Regions from separate parts of the Mus musculus genome. Here region 1 is linked to region 2. Evidence: chromatin contacts called from public ChIA-PET data. All regions are on one chromosome and are shown on one strand. The core of a region is the stretch at or near the end of the contact, and the rest is flanking DNA. Distances in the headings are between cores, read along the strand shown.

The links. ChIA-PET counts read pairs in DNA pulled down with a chosen protein or histone mark.
Region 1: an RNA polymerase II ChIA-PET map of effector CD8 T cells shows a contact between it and region 2, with 10 read pairs. The contact joins two enhancer-like sites. A contact is called at or near these places in 1 of 15 datasets of contacts at CTCF or cohesin (large pre-B cells), 11 of 484 Hi-C or Micro-C datasets (the HPC-7 cell line, the N1E-115 cell line, bone marrow-derived dendritic cells and 8 more), 5 of 115 datasets of contacts at active chromatin or transcription factors (bone marrow-derived macrophages, effector CD8 T cells, microglia and 2 more) and 3 of 9 other capture datasets (adipose tissue, liver and pancreatic islet).

What each region holds. Positions count from the first base shown.
Region 1 is chr8:46,779,363-46,786,273 of GRCm38.p6, reverse strand. The region is part of intron 1 of Irf2 (interferon regulatory factor 2); the gene reads right to left. Among named protein-coding and RNA genes, the nearest start is that of Gm31172, 8.0 kb to the right of the region's middle. Within about 2 kb of position 4,178, at least 9 of the 459 cell types and tissues checked have an H3K27ac peak or open chromatin away from gene starts, as enhancers often do. A contact at or near this core is called in effector CD8 T cells and natural killer cells, where this site is marked.
Region 2 is chr8:46,682,176-46,688,824 of GRCm38.p6, reverse strand. No RefSeq gene overlaps it. Among named protein-coding and RNA genes, the nearest start is that of Gm31111, 6.5 kb to the right of the region's middle. Within about 2 kb of position 2,079, at least 439 of the 459 cell types and tissues checked have an H3K27ac peak or open chromatin away from gene starts, as enhancers often do. A contact at or near this core is called in effector CD8 T cells and natural killer cells, where this site is marked.

The DNA of each region.
Region 1 (6,911 bases), core at 2,929-5,428, 95 kb before region 2:
GCTTGTTGTCCACTTAGTCTGGCAAAACTGAAAAGCTCTGGGTTCAATGAGGGACTGTGTCTCAAACCACAAAAGGGAGAGCAATTGGTAAAGGCCCGTGGTGTGGGACTGAGGTCTCCACATGCATACAGACACACTCCTGTATGCACACATGCGTGCACACACAAGATAACCAAAGCAGAAATAGACTAACGGCAAGCAATGTGGAAGCTCGATTTTGAATCACCTTGACCTCTGATCAGATTAAATTAGCCTAGAGCTTCCAATGTCACTCTTACACTGAAGACGGTGACACTCTCAAAGGTTAACCACTCTGTCTGGAGTTCTTCTGATGCAGTCGCTACATTCAGTAACTATAATTAGGAACATAAAGATCAATGGCGACAAACATCAGTGGAAACAGACCCACAGGCCACAGACACAGGCCTTAAGCAGATATAATGGTATGTACATGGATGCACACAGACCAAACATCTTCAGGCATTTATTTTAGACAGGGTCTCACTATGTAGATCAAACTGGGCTCAAATTCACAGAGATCCACCTGTCTCTGCCTCCCAAATTCTGACTGAAAGCCAGAACCACCCCCTAGCCCTTGGGTAGTTCTAAAACCAGCTATAGGAAAACAAAAGGCAAAGGTGGAAAAATTTTGTCAGATAAACCATTAAAAATTTTAAATTATAGAATTAATGGATATCATTAAAATTAAGAACTTATGGGGTGTGCCTAAAAATAGCTTTGATACCTGGATGGGGGTGGGGGGCATATGTGAACCAGAAAACAGGTCAAAGGAAATTCCAGAGTGAGGCTGAAAGTCACAAAGATGAGACAGTGTAAGACGAGCATAGATTCCATAGGGGAACACTGCAGGGTTTAAACTGTGGCTAATTTGAAAGTCTACAAAGACAAGACAAAGTGTGAGGCAAATTCTTGAGAAGACCACAACGGGACATTTTCTAATCACACATCAAAAGTCACTGAAAACCACAAATGGCCAAACACAGATAAAAACCATACCCAAGCCCAAAACAGAAAAAAAAAAAAAAGAAAAGAAAAGAAAAAAAAAAGAGAAAGAGAAAGAAAAAAAACAGAGGGCAAAAGACATGTTACCTTTGAAAAAACAAAGCCAACAGCAAAATATCCCAAACCTTTAAGCTCAAATTCAGTACTCCACAGAAACAATGGAAGCCAGAAGACCTTTGAAAGAAGTCCTGGGCCAGCATAATTTAGCAGACAAAGGCCCAAGCCAGCAAACCAGATGACTTGAGTTCAGTCCCCACAACACTACGATGGAAGGAAAGAACCAACTCCTAGAAGTTGTTCTCTGACCCCCACACTGCACTGTGGCTGCATATGTGCACAAACACGCATGCACGCACACGATGTCAAAAATAATTTTAAAGAAAAAGCATTAAAGGAAAAAGACCACCTTGTGGATTTTTATGTTCAGACAATATTTCATTCAAGAGTAAAGATGAAATCAAGTCATTTTTTTACTTGGAGAAATACTTACAGATTCCCACCATAGCCTAAACATGGTGGGGTACCCTATAACCCCAGCACTCAGGAAGCCAAGGCAGGAGAGTTGAGAGAGGCAGAGACAGAGACAGAGACAGAGAGAGATAAAAATTGAAGTCCCTCAACTATTAACCTTCCAGAATTTTCTATACACAGTTTAGTAGGAGTCATATTAGACAGGTGCACAAGTGAGACACAATGAAAGAAAGATGCAAACTAAATCACTCAGGACAAAGCTGGGTTTGAATCTCTGTCCTAGAAGCTGACAGTGGTCATGCCACACCCGGGCTCTTCTGCACCTTCATCATCGAGTGCTTCTGCGTGTTCTTGCCACTTACCATGTCACACAGCCATGTCCCCAGCCCACTGGACACTCTTGTCTTCAGGCACATGCTGTCTGGGTCCCCAGTTACCCTCAACAGATAGCTCTTAACACACAGGATTACAGGGATCTGCCTGTGCTAATTGCTGTAGTGGGGGTAGGTGTACTTGGAGATATGTAAGCTATGGTTGCTACCCTCAGGGAACTCATAAGTTCGCTGAGGATGTGAGACATAAATCATATAACGCTAACTAATAATTCTGTAATTATCATAATAAAATGATGCAGTGGAGACCAGAGAGCAGTCTGTACTTAATTGCCAACTAAGTTAACTAGTTCATAAGGAATCCATAAATCACTATTAATTGGATTTCCAAGGAAAGCATTTATGTCAGAGGAAGAGCAGATTGGAGCAGAGGAAATGCCTGGCCAAAGAGAGTTCAACAGACAAGCAGGGTGAGATAAAAGAGGGTCAAAGCAGGGCTGTGGTGCTGATGAGGACAGAGGAACCGCCTCAGGCAGCATCACAGATGATGCTCCGGAGTCACCCACCACTTCAGAAACAAATCCTAGGTATTTAACACCAATCTTCAGTAGTAGCACACACAACCGCCTTAGCCATCAGATATTGTTATTTCCATTTTAGAGATGAGTAAAAATAGCTAAAAAAAAAAAAAGGAAAAAAGGAAACCCATCCCAAAAGATGAGATAAATAAGTTAAAAATAAAAAGCCAAAAGGGAGGAGGTATGGGGGTGAGGGGAAAGGAAGACTAGGAAAGAGGGGCGATGCTCCCCCTGAAAACAGAAAGGGGGAAATTATTATAAAGTTCAAGGACTGTAACAGAAACTTCCAGTAGTAATTCTTGGTTAGCACTCAATAATTCTCCCCCTAATCCACATTCACTTCTTATAGAATATTCTAGACTCCTCACCCTGACTGATGTGTGTAAGGACGTCCATGCAGAAGCACAGAGACGGGGAGAAGCGGAGCTGAGAACGACAGCCACCATGGTTTCCAATACCACATTCATTCCGGAGCTTACGAGGAGCTCAGAGCTTCCCGTGCATAGCGTCATTTAGCCTCCCAACAAGCCACCCGGGCAGAGCGTCTCATCTCCATCTTGTACTGGAAGAAATGGAGCCACTTACTTAGCCTGACCTCAGAGGAGCGGCAAGGCTCAAGATCCAATCCAAACCTTTCTGCCTCCAAGGGCCACAGCAAAACCCAGTGTTTCTCAAACCGCTGGTAAAAGCTTGCTAAGGCACTGTGCAATGTGTTTGGGGGTTTTGTTATTGTTTGTTTGGTTTTTTTTTTTTAATTAAGATTGGTATTCTCGCCGGGCAGTGGTGGCACACGCCTTTAATCCCAGCACTCGGGAGGCAGAGACAGGCAAATTTCTGAGTTCGAGGCCAGCCTGGTCTACAAAGTGAGTTCCAGGACAGTCAGGGCTACACAGAGAAACCCTGTCCTGGAAAACCAAAAGAAGAAGAAGAAGAAAAAAAGATTGGCATTCTTGGTTTATGATCAGCAAGTTTAATTTAATTTTAATGGACTGGAGTATAGAATAGAAAATATAAGAAGGTGCTACAAATAGAGTCGACATAATTGCAAGGAACTTCCTCCTATTTCAGACCTCATCATATATGGTGCTGTAGCATCGTTGATACTAATACTGTGGCTGATAAGGTTTAAAGAGAATTGCATTTAGGCTGACCTGACCCTTTAACAGTGTGTGTGTGTGTGTGTGTGTGTGTGTGTGTGTGTGTGTGTGTACGTACGTACGTACGTGTGTAGGCAGGTAGGGAAAGAGGATATTGGCAAGTATAAGGGATAAAAGAAGACAAAAATAAATAAATATATGCATCCTTAGTAACCTGTAAGCTACTAAGAGATAGATGTACAAGAGCTTGCTGACATTTGCATGCACAGGGATATCACCTTCAGAGCTAAGACAATACGCCGTGATGTGTTGAGGAGGAGGTGTTAGATTTCACATTTGGCTGTTTCCTGTGTCTCTGTGGCATTTGTACACATCACTCCACATATTCTGGTGGAAGCCTGACGAAGTAAGTCAACACTGCCAGTCATGAAAACAGAAAGATGGTTTGACATTTGGATGGACATAGAAAAAAATGGCTATTGCTATCTAAACCAATAGAGTGCTGATCCTTTCAAAGTTTTGTTAAACTTCATCTTCGTTTTCTGATTTGCTGTTTTATAAAACTTTTTAAAGATATATGTCAGTTCCATCAAAGAATACACTCCAGGGGGGCTGGAGAAATGGCTTGGAAGTGAAGAGCCGCAACGAGCAGTGTGTAACAGCCATCTATAACTCTAGTTCCAGGAGATCTATGTCCCCCTTTGGCCTCTGCAGGCACTGCACACACGTGGTGTACATACATACCCTCCGGCACACACAAATGCACAGAAAATAAATACAAAGACCATGTTTCAAGCTTGATCAAGTACAGTGCTTACCAAAACAGTATGAGGACCCAGTCCCCAGCATCTGTGTGAAAAGCCAGACATTATAACTCCTCTGTAGCCCCCACACCGGGGAGACAGAGACAGGAGGATTCCTAGGATTAGTGGGCCAGCCAGTCTAGGTGAACCAGCTCTAAGTTCAGTGAAAGATTCTATCTCAAAGATAAAGCAGATAAGGAAGAAAGCCAGGGGCAAACTCTGGTCTCCACATGCACATACACACTGGTGCACACTTACCCACACCTTGCATGCGAGTACACTCATACACACACTCACAGAGAGGCAGAGGCAGAGGCAGAGGCAGAGAGGCAGAGGCAGAGAGGCAGAGGCAGAGAGGCAGAGGCAGAGAGGCAGAGGCAGAGGCAGAGGCAGAGAGGCAGAGAGGCAGAGAGGCAGAGAGGCAGAGGCAGAGAGGCAGAGGCAGAGGCAGAGAGGCAGAGGCAGAGGCAGCACAAGCCACAGCCACCTTTTCTGGTTTGAATCTCTCCCAGTCTCTAAAACAATATTGTGCAATGTTATCACCTGGAGAACTTTGAAGGAAAATTCCCTAACCCCAGCCTAATAAGACTCTCCAGGGCAGGGAACAGGATTCACTTTCATTATCTTAGAGTAATTTCGATATGCCACTAAGTGGGGGGAACCACTGCCACTTAGTGCCCATTAATCTAATGGCCTTCCGCATCCCTGATGGCTGACAAACATCTCCGAATGAGTCATGGGACAGGAGGAGGCTACTGGTGAATGAAGTTCATGACTAATGCGAAACAAATGCACATGAAATTAAAATTCCAAAATGCCTTTATCACAAAGCAGGCTTCCCACGCCGAGAATCACACAAATTAGAGTTTAGTGTACCTGCTTTCTACACAGAATTTTCTGATTAGGTGAGTTCTGGGTCCTTTTGGGAGATATTATATACTACCATAGCAATTTTACAAAAAAACGAAATTGTCTCTGGGCACAGACTACCGTGGTACCTAACGCAGTTTGACTTAGCCTCTGATCATAATGTGTAGTGTTGTGTGACCACCATAAACACACAGCAAAACTGCCTTAGGGTCTCCATATGTATGCTCAAAAGACACTAACATATCGCCAGTTTGGGGTATGACAGGTGACACAGTCATCCCAGAAAGCGGTTCTCATTACAGCCTCACAAGAATGGTTCTTCTGCTCCAGGGTAAGCCTCGCCAATGTATGCAACTTGCAATGCTCTTGCCCCTGTGTTGTGCTCAGAGGCCCCATTGGGTTTCAGGAGCAGCTCCGAGACAAGTGCTAAGGAGTCCAGATTAAGTACACTAATCAGAAAACCGCTAGACCTCTTAAAGTTTGATTGGCCCCGTTGTACTTGACGTCACTCATTGCCACTTCCCTCACCCTCCCACCTACTGCCACGCTTAGCCATCTGCTTCCACCGGGCTGCCCTGTGACCACACCCTCTCCATCTTCATGAGGGCAGCCCGATTAGCGGTACTACCTTCTTCATCAGTCCTGCAGTGGCCGATTCTGACATCGGTCTGTTTCCAGATTCTACTTGGCAATTTCAGAAACAAGTCTGCAGTGGCCATGCCCGTGTTCAGAGCTTTCCATCTGATATCTTTCTAAAAAGTCCAGACCTCCTGCCATGACCTACAAAGAAAGGTCCTTCCTAGGTCTCCAAAATTCTCCAGAATCATTTTAGTTTCCTGGGCAGCTCTGCCCACTGAGTACAGCTTCCCCAGGTGCTTTTCTGTGTCTCGACCTGGCTCTCTTGCTTCCGCTCCCTGGAATGTGCTTTGGCCCCATGTACATCCCAACACAGTAGCTCCATTTCCTCACTACGAATGGATCTCACCAACCTGCCTCATTCGCTCTTGCTGCAAAACGTCATGATAGGCCGGGTCCGTGACTCCGCCTCCACCGATCCTCGGGTCTCTGCTGCTTTCCTTGCCAGTGCCTCCTCTCAGTTCTCCCAAAAGCCCTTTCGGCCTTTGCCTCCTTCGAGCTTCATGGACTCACCCCATCTTTAATGGCAGCAGATGATCGTGAAGGTGGCTTCGTGGAGAATACAGACACCGACGGGCTCTTCCTTCTAACTTTCTAACTCTCCTTCAAACTCTTCAAACATCTGTGCACTAATGTGACCTCCTTTCCTCTGTTTTCCGATGAGGTGGGAGCCATTGGCGTTCAGCTGCTGCAACCCAATGTGGTCTGAGGACATGCCAAGGTTGACTTCTGACCTATTGTTTGAGATCTCCTTGGGACAGTCCAAACAATGTTGGAGGGTCAATTAGATGCATGAGGCTGGAGCACTAAGAAAGGTCCAGTCACGAAATAGTCAACCAACCCTCTGCATATTTTCCAATGCTATCTCTTCTACAATGTCTACCCTACAACATAGGACTCAAAAATCCCCTTGTGAACTCGTAACACAACCTCTAACAATTATTTAACATATAATCACACTGCCTTCCAGTGTCTGCTTCATTTTTCTATGCTTTAATCCATCAAGACAAAGGTTCTCTGGAGCCGGAAGCCTGCGTTGAGGTTGCTATATGTGTAAATACATATGACCACAGTATTACACATTACACCTAAGAAGTATAG
Region 2 (6,649 bases), core at 830-3,329:
ATGTTTTTCAATTATATATGTATACTATCATACATGTACATGTAAAGTTACTATATATATGCATATATATTATATGCAACTATACATGCATGCCATGTACCAAATATACATATGCATGTGTATAAATATATATATATATATATGTGTGTGTGTGTGTGTGTGTATGTGTGTGTATATATACATATGCATACATACACATATATACATATACACATATACATATATATATTTATATTGATATGTGTGTATACATATTTCTTACTGGCTTTGTTTCGGTGGGGAATTCCCACTGATGCGTGAAGTACTTAGCACAAGGGACATAAAAGCAAAAGCACACTGTATTAAACCTTAAGATGCCAACAGAGAGCTGTGACCGAGTCAGATGTGACTCACACAGGCACTGATATCTGACTTGTCTTCTCCAAGATCTTCAGGCCCTTCCTAGATTCTCTAGCTTCACTCACCACCCTTAAATCATGATAAACATGTTTTGTTTTGTGACAATGTTTCTCTATGTAGCGCTGGCTGTCCTGGAACTCACTCTATACACTAGGCTGCCCTTGAACTCATAGAGATCTGCTTGGCTCTGCCTCTGCTGGGATTAAAGGCAGGCACGATAACCACCTCGCTATCATCAATATTTCAACTTTTTAATGTTTTTATCATGTGTGGGTTTCTGCCAGTGAGTACAGTGGCCAGAGGGACCAGCAGAGGATAATGATCTCCTGTAGCTGGAGCTACAAGTTGGACCTCAATCAGTCCTCTACAAGAGCAACAGGTGCTCTTAACCACTGAGTCATCTCTCCAACATTTATATCTTAACTAGCATTTCTAGTTAATCTGACCTCTTATTACACAGTCCACATTATTTTTGTTTTAACCATCATCATATCATTATTAGCATCTCAATTTTAGGGTGTTTATGGAGAAGGAGCGTGTCCTTTTGAGTTGCTTTCACAAAACTATCAAGTACGGAGAGGAAGCATAGTGACTCACAGAGACTCCAGAATCAACAAACTAGGACATGCATCTTAAGCCCCCGACCCACCCATTTCCTCAACAGTGTCTTTTTATAAAGAAATGTATGCCCACTTTGAGTCACCTTTTTTGAATTTTTTAAAGTATGCTAGGCAAGTACTCTACCACTGAGCCCACCGCACTCACCCTTTAGCCCATTTCAATCTGAACTGGATGGGAATTGTAGTTCCTTAGAAATTACACCACACGCGCGCGCGCGCGCACACACACACACACACACACTTTCAGTTTTCCCTAAGTAGTATCTTCAAGACACATTAGTAGTAATAGGTTTTAAAAGATTAGAAAAAAAGGATTCCAGGCCAACACTAACAAAATCCTTAAAAACACCTGGTAAAGAAAGCACGCATACGTTTGCAGAATAAATTATCTGACAACTTATCTATAGTATTTTTATTTTTCACTAAAATGTCCGTGGTTTAAAGGGGGTGGGTGAAAGAAAAGAAAAGAAATGGTCACTAAACCACTATAACTCAGGATTGCTGGCCTGTCTCACTGATGATCTCTGACAAGTCCAAGGACTCGGCTGAATGACAAGAACAACAGCCAACCACCTGTAAGAGGACTGCCTGAAGGCGGAGCCAACGCCTCTCCCAGAAAGCAAGGTCTGTGCACACCAGAAAACGGGACAGATGCCGCCCTGTTATGGCTTGCTGTCCCCCTCTCCTCCCAGAAAAATACAAGCTAGTCCCAGTGACCTCCCAAAAAGACCCTAAATCCAGTAGTCAGCAAGGTTACTAACACTCCGGAAGTCCTTCGCAGGAAGTAAGGCTGCGCGGGCGGGGACACGATGCATCCTGGGAGATGTAGTCCACACTTGTGGCGCGCAGACGCAGTGGTAATGCAAGGTAGGCGTGCAGAACCCTGTGCGAGTTTAGTTTTCATTAATGATGTACTTTAAAAGGTATCAAAAAAAAGTCAGGTACTGGGGCCTAACGGCCTCGTTTCATATCACAGGGACAATCTATGAGTTCCTGCTAGACAGGAAGACTCGGTTTAGGAAGACAGTCCCTATCTAGTGGATCTGAAATAGATTGAGATAGCCCCCAAGTGGACAGTGAGGAGAAACCACATCTGTGCTATCAACAAACAGGTTGTTAAATCCAGGGAGGCAAGCCTTCCAAGGAGAGAAGTCCCACATCAGTCCCACTCTCTTTGAAATATAAGACTGCTATTGAAAATGTGTGTGTGTGTGTGTGTGTGTGTGTGTGTGTGTGTGTGTGTGTGTGTGTGTGTGCGCGCGCGCGCGCGCGCCAAAATCAAGATTAAAAAAGGTACCATCTGGAAGCTTAAACAGCAGAATGTTAAGATTAAGTTTTGGATCAAGAGATTACATTTCTGTTTCATGCATTTCATTATTTGGAAGGATAAAGAATCCCTTTTAGGTAGACTATGTCAAATGTAAAGCAAAGCATGTAGAATACATATTTTATACACCGGATATTTTCTACCATGTTATTTGAACATAATTTAAATTCATTCTCTCTCTCTCTCTCTCTCTCTCTCTCCTTCTTCTCCTTCTTCTTCTTCTTCTCCTCCTCCTCCTCCTCCTTCTTCTTCTTCTTCTCTCCTCCTCCTCCTCCTCCTCCTCCTCCTCCTCCTCCTCCTCCTCCTCCTCCTCCTCCTCCTTCTTCTTCTTCCCTCCTTTTTTTCTAATGGAACAACTCAGGAAAAAAAATTCTTTACAACGTGAATTCTAATTGTTGATAGCACTTGAACTATTAAGGATTTGTTAATATTATGTTTGTACTCTATGAGTTTGCTTAACTTGTTCTTTATTTCTTGTGTATTTTTTATAGATCCTTTAGGATTTTTTTCTTAATATGGACAACCTCGTCATCTTCAAATATAGTCTTTTTTATTTTTTCCAGCATGTGTGTTTTATATACTTTATTGCCTTGTTGCAATAGTTGGGACAGAAATGAGGGCAGTCACTACTGGCTTCTTCCTCGGATATAAAGAGAGAGCCGTTCAGTCTTTCCCAGAGGACTGGGTATTGACTATGGATTTGTTGTTATTGTTTCTCTGTTGTTATTGTATCTCTTTTACAGATATCCTAGGGGTTTTTTTGTTGTTTTTTTGTTTTTTGGTCTATTTTTAGGTTTCTGAAAGTTCTGAAAGTTACCGTCTAAGCTTGGTCAAATTCTTTTACTTGAAATGGTGGTGTGCTTTTGGGGTTGTTTTTGTGGTTGGTAGTGTTGATGTTGATTGACACACTTAGTTATATTGCTTGGTTTTTCAGAGTTCAAACAGGTCTTTCATCCCTAGGTTGAACACGGGGTAATGTTATTCCCATAAAATAAGTTAGAAGATACTTCCTCCTCTTTTCGTTCCTGTAGTTGTTTATGTACAATTTGTATCATTCTGTCTCCTGTTGATGCCATGGTTCTTTTCATGTATCAGTTTTGCTAGACTCACAGGACCCAGATATTTGGTCAAATGTTATAAATGTTTCTACTGAAGGTTTTTTTTGTTTTGTTTTGTTTTGTTTTGTTTTGTTTTGTTTTGTTTTGAGTCCTTTTGGTCTGTTTTTCTGCAGAAGTCTAATCTGTTATCTAAGCTTGGGGATTACTTTTTGTGACAGGGTCTCTTAATTTAGTTCTGGGCGATCTGGAACTCAGTAAGTAGATCAGGCTGTTCTCAAACTCGCAAAGATATACCTGCCTCTGTCTTCTGAGTGCTGGAATTAAAGACATGTGTCACCATGGCCTGGCCTAAAGTTTGAAGCTTTTAAGGTGGAAGATTTTCATCTACTACGTGGTCAGGTTTTTGTTTATTTAGTTTTTGTTTGATTGTTTATTTGTTTTGATTTTGAGGGTTTTGTTTTGTTTTGTTTGTTTTGTTTCTTTGGTCAACTGAACACAAGCCAACCTTGAGTCAACCTGGGAACAGGGAACCTCAATTGAGAGTACGCCTCTATCAGATTGTCCTCTAGGCAAGGTTGATGGGCATCATATTGATGGGTGATCAGAATGCGGAGGCAGCCCTACTGTGTGATCCTGGGCAAGCTGAGCAAGCCATGAAGAGCAAGCCAGTTAGCTGCACTCCTCCCTGGTTCTGTCCTGACTTCCCTCAATGATTCACTGAGACCAGGAAGCCAAACAAAACCTTTTGTGCCCAAGTTGGTTTTCTTTAGTGTTAAGGCCTAGGTAAATTATTAAGGCCTGGATGGAATGTGGAAGCCCAGGTAGAATGCTAAGGCCTAAATAACTGTTACCTGGCCTGGCTCACCTACCATTCTAAGGAAAGGTTCTCATATGTTTCTGCTTTTACTAGGAAACTTTCTAATGTCAAGTTGATTACGTATTCTGTTATGTTCTGTGCCCTTAAAAACCAATTGTGATAGAAATTATTAGAATTGTGTTGTGTAGTTACCTACCATAAGCTTGGACACAAACTAAGCATCCAGCAGCACTTTCTGCACTTGTGTATAAGCTTTTATGGTATTTGCCTTTATAAGCTGTCCCTGAGATGGACCCCAGCATATGAGAAACATCTGCACCAATATAAGAAAGTACTTGAAATAAATCTTCCATTTTGAGGAGTGGTAAAGTTCAAGTTCCCAAGATCTCCCTGAGAACTGACAGGCTACACAGCAGAAGGAGACATGTATGTGGATAACTGACATCCAGTTGGCAAGTTAAAAGATGAATGTTACACAAAACAAGTCCCATCCTGGTTGACAAGTTAAAACATGAATATTTGACAAGGCAAGTCCCCTGCCACAGTTGAATACCCCAACCAATGGGAGCAGGATAAATGAACAACAAAGACACGTCCCTAACGAAATCCCCAACCCTAAAGCTTCATTGGTGAAATAACTTGGCACAGATATTTTTAGGTCTCAGGCTTAACTCGGGGTCACAGTTCAGCCCCTGAGACTGAGTCATGTTCCTGGTCGATCAGCCAATGAACCACTGCTAGTTGACTGAGATCGGAGTCTAGGTGGTTTGTGCGACAATCCCCAGAACCCCACAGTTAGTGTTTCTCCACATTAATTAGGATACTGTAGTGGCTATTCCTGATTGTCAACTTGACTATATCTGGAATGAATTACAATCCAGAATTGGAAGGCTCACCAGTGACCCTAAATCTGGAGGCTGGGAGATAGAAGTTTCTTATCTGGATCTTGGTATGGAGATCTTGAGGCATAGTAGCTATGGATTCCAGAAGATTAAGACAGGAAGATCTCTGAGTTCAAGGTCATCTGGGATTAAAGGTGTGGTGGAACACACCTTTAATCTGGGCTACACCTTCTCCTGCAGACCATATAAGGACATTGGAAGAAGGGAGTCTCGCTCTCGCTCCTTTGCCTGCTTGCCGTGTGGGACTGAGTAACTGCTAGATCCTTAGACTTCCATTCACAGCTACTACTGAACCATTGTTGGGAATTGGACTGCAGATTGTAAGTAATCAATAAATTCCTTTACTATATAGAGACTATCCATAAGTTCTGTGACTCTAGAGAACCCTGACTAATACAGATACATTCAAGACAGTTTCTTACTATTTACAGGAATAACAATATCATTTGTCCTTAAGCCAGCCTTGATGGTTTCTTGATGGTGGAATACATATATAATCCCAGTGACTGTGAAGTGGAGATTGGATGTTCAGTGTCATCCTTAGCTTCATTGCAAGTGCAATGCCACCTTGGGCTGCAGGAGACACTCTCTCTCAAAAAAAAAATTGTTCCAGAGGGCTGGAGAGATGGAGAGATGGCTCGGGCTCAGCAGTTAAGAGCACTGACTGCTCTCCCAGAGGTTCAGAGTTCAATTCCCAGCAACCACACGGTGGCTTATAACCCCTCTGTAATGGGATCTGATGCCCACTTCTGGTGTGTCTGAAGACAGCTACAGTGTATTCATATACATGAAAGAAAGGAAGGAAGGAAGGAAGGAAGGAAGGAAGGAAGGAAGGAAGGAAGAAAGAAAGAAAGAAAGAAAGAAAGAAAGAAAGAAAGAAAGAAAGAAAGAAAGAAAGAAAGAAAGAAAGAAAGAAAGAAGTTTGTACAGGTGCCAACAAGATGACTTGGTCAGTAAGGGCACTCGTCACTAAACATGGTGACATGAGTTCAATCCCAGAAGTCTGTATGGTGGAGGGAAAGAACTGACTCTTCCAAGTTTTCTACTGAGTGCAGTCTGCAAATCACAGCATGCTCATTCACACATGCATGCACACACATGCACAGAAACAAAATAAATAAATAAATACATAAATACATAAATAAATGCTTTAAAAATCAAAGTGTCCATTCTGTCCATTTGTCTGTCCTATAAAATGTATGGGTACGAAGTGTTGCTGTCTTCCCTTATCAATCTGCTCATGTCTTTACATTCTGTAAACGCCCCATCGTTCACTCCTGACATTGATTCGCCCACCCCCTACCCCACCAGTCATGATAAAATCTTATAGAATGCACTGATTTCTTCAATGAGTCAGTTGTCATTGAGCTGATGTTCCTCATTTTCTTTCTATTACTGTTCTCTGAACTTCTGGCCTCATTTCCCTCCTACCTGTTATGGTTTAATTTTCCTAGCTTAAGTGGAAGCGTAGACTGTTAATTGAAGACCTTTCTTCTTTTTCAGCACAACCATTTCATATAAAGTGT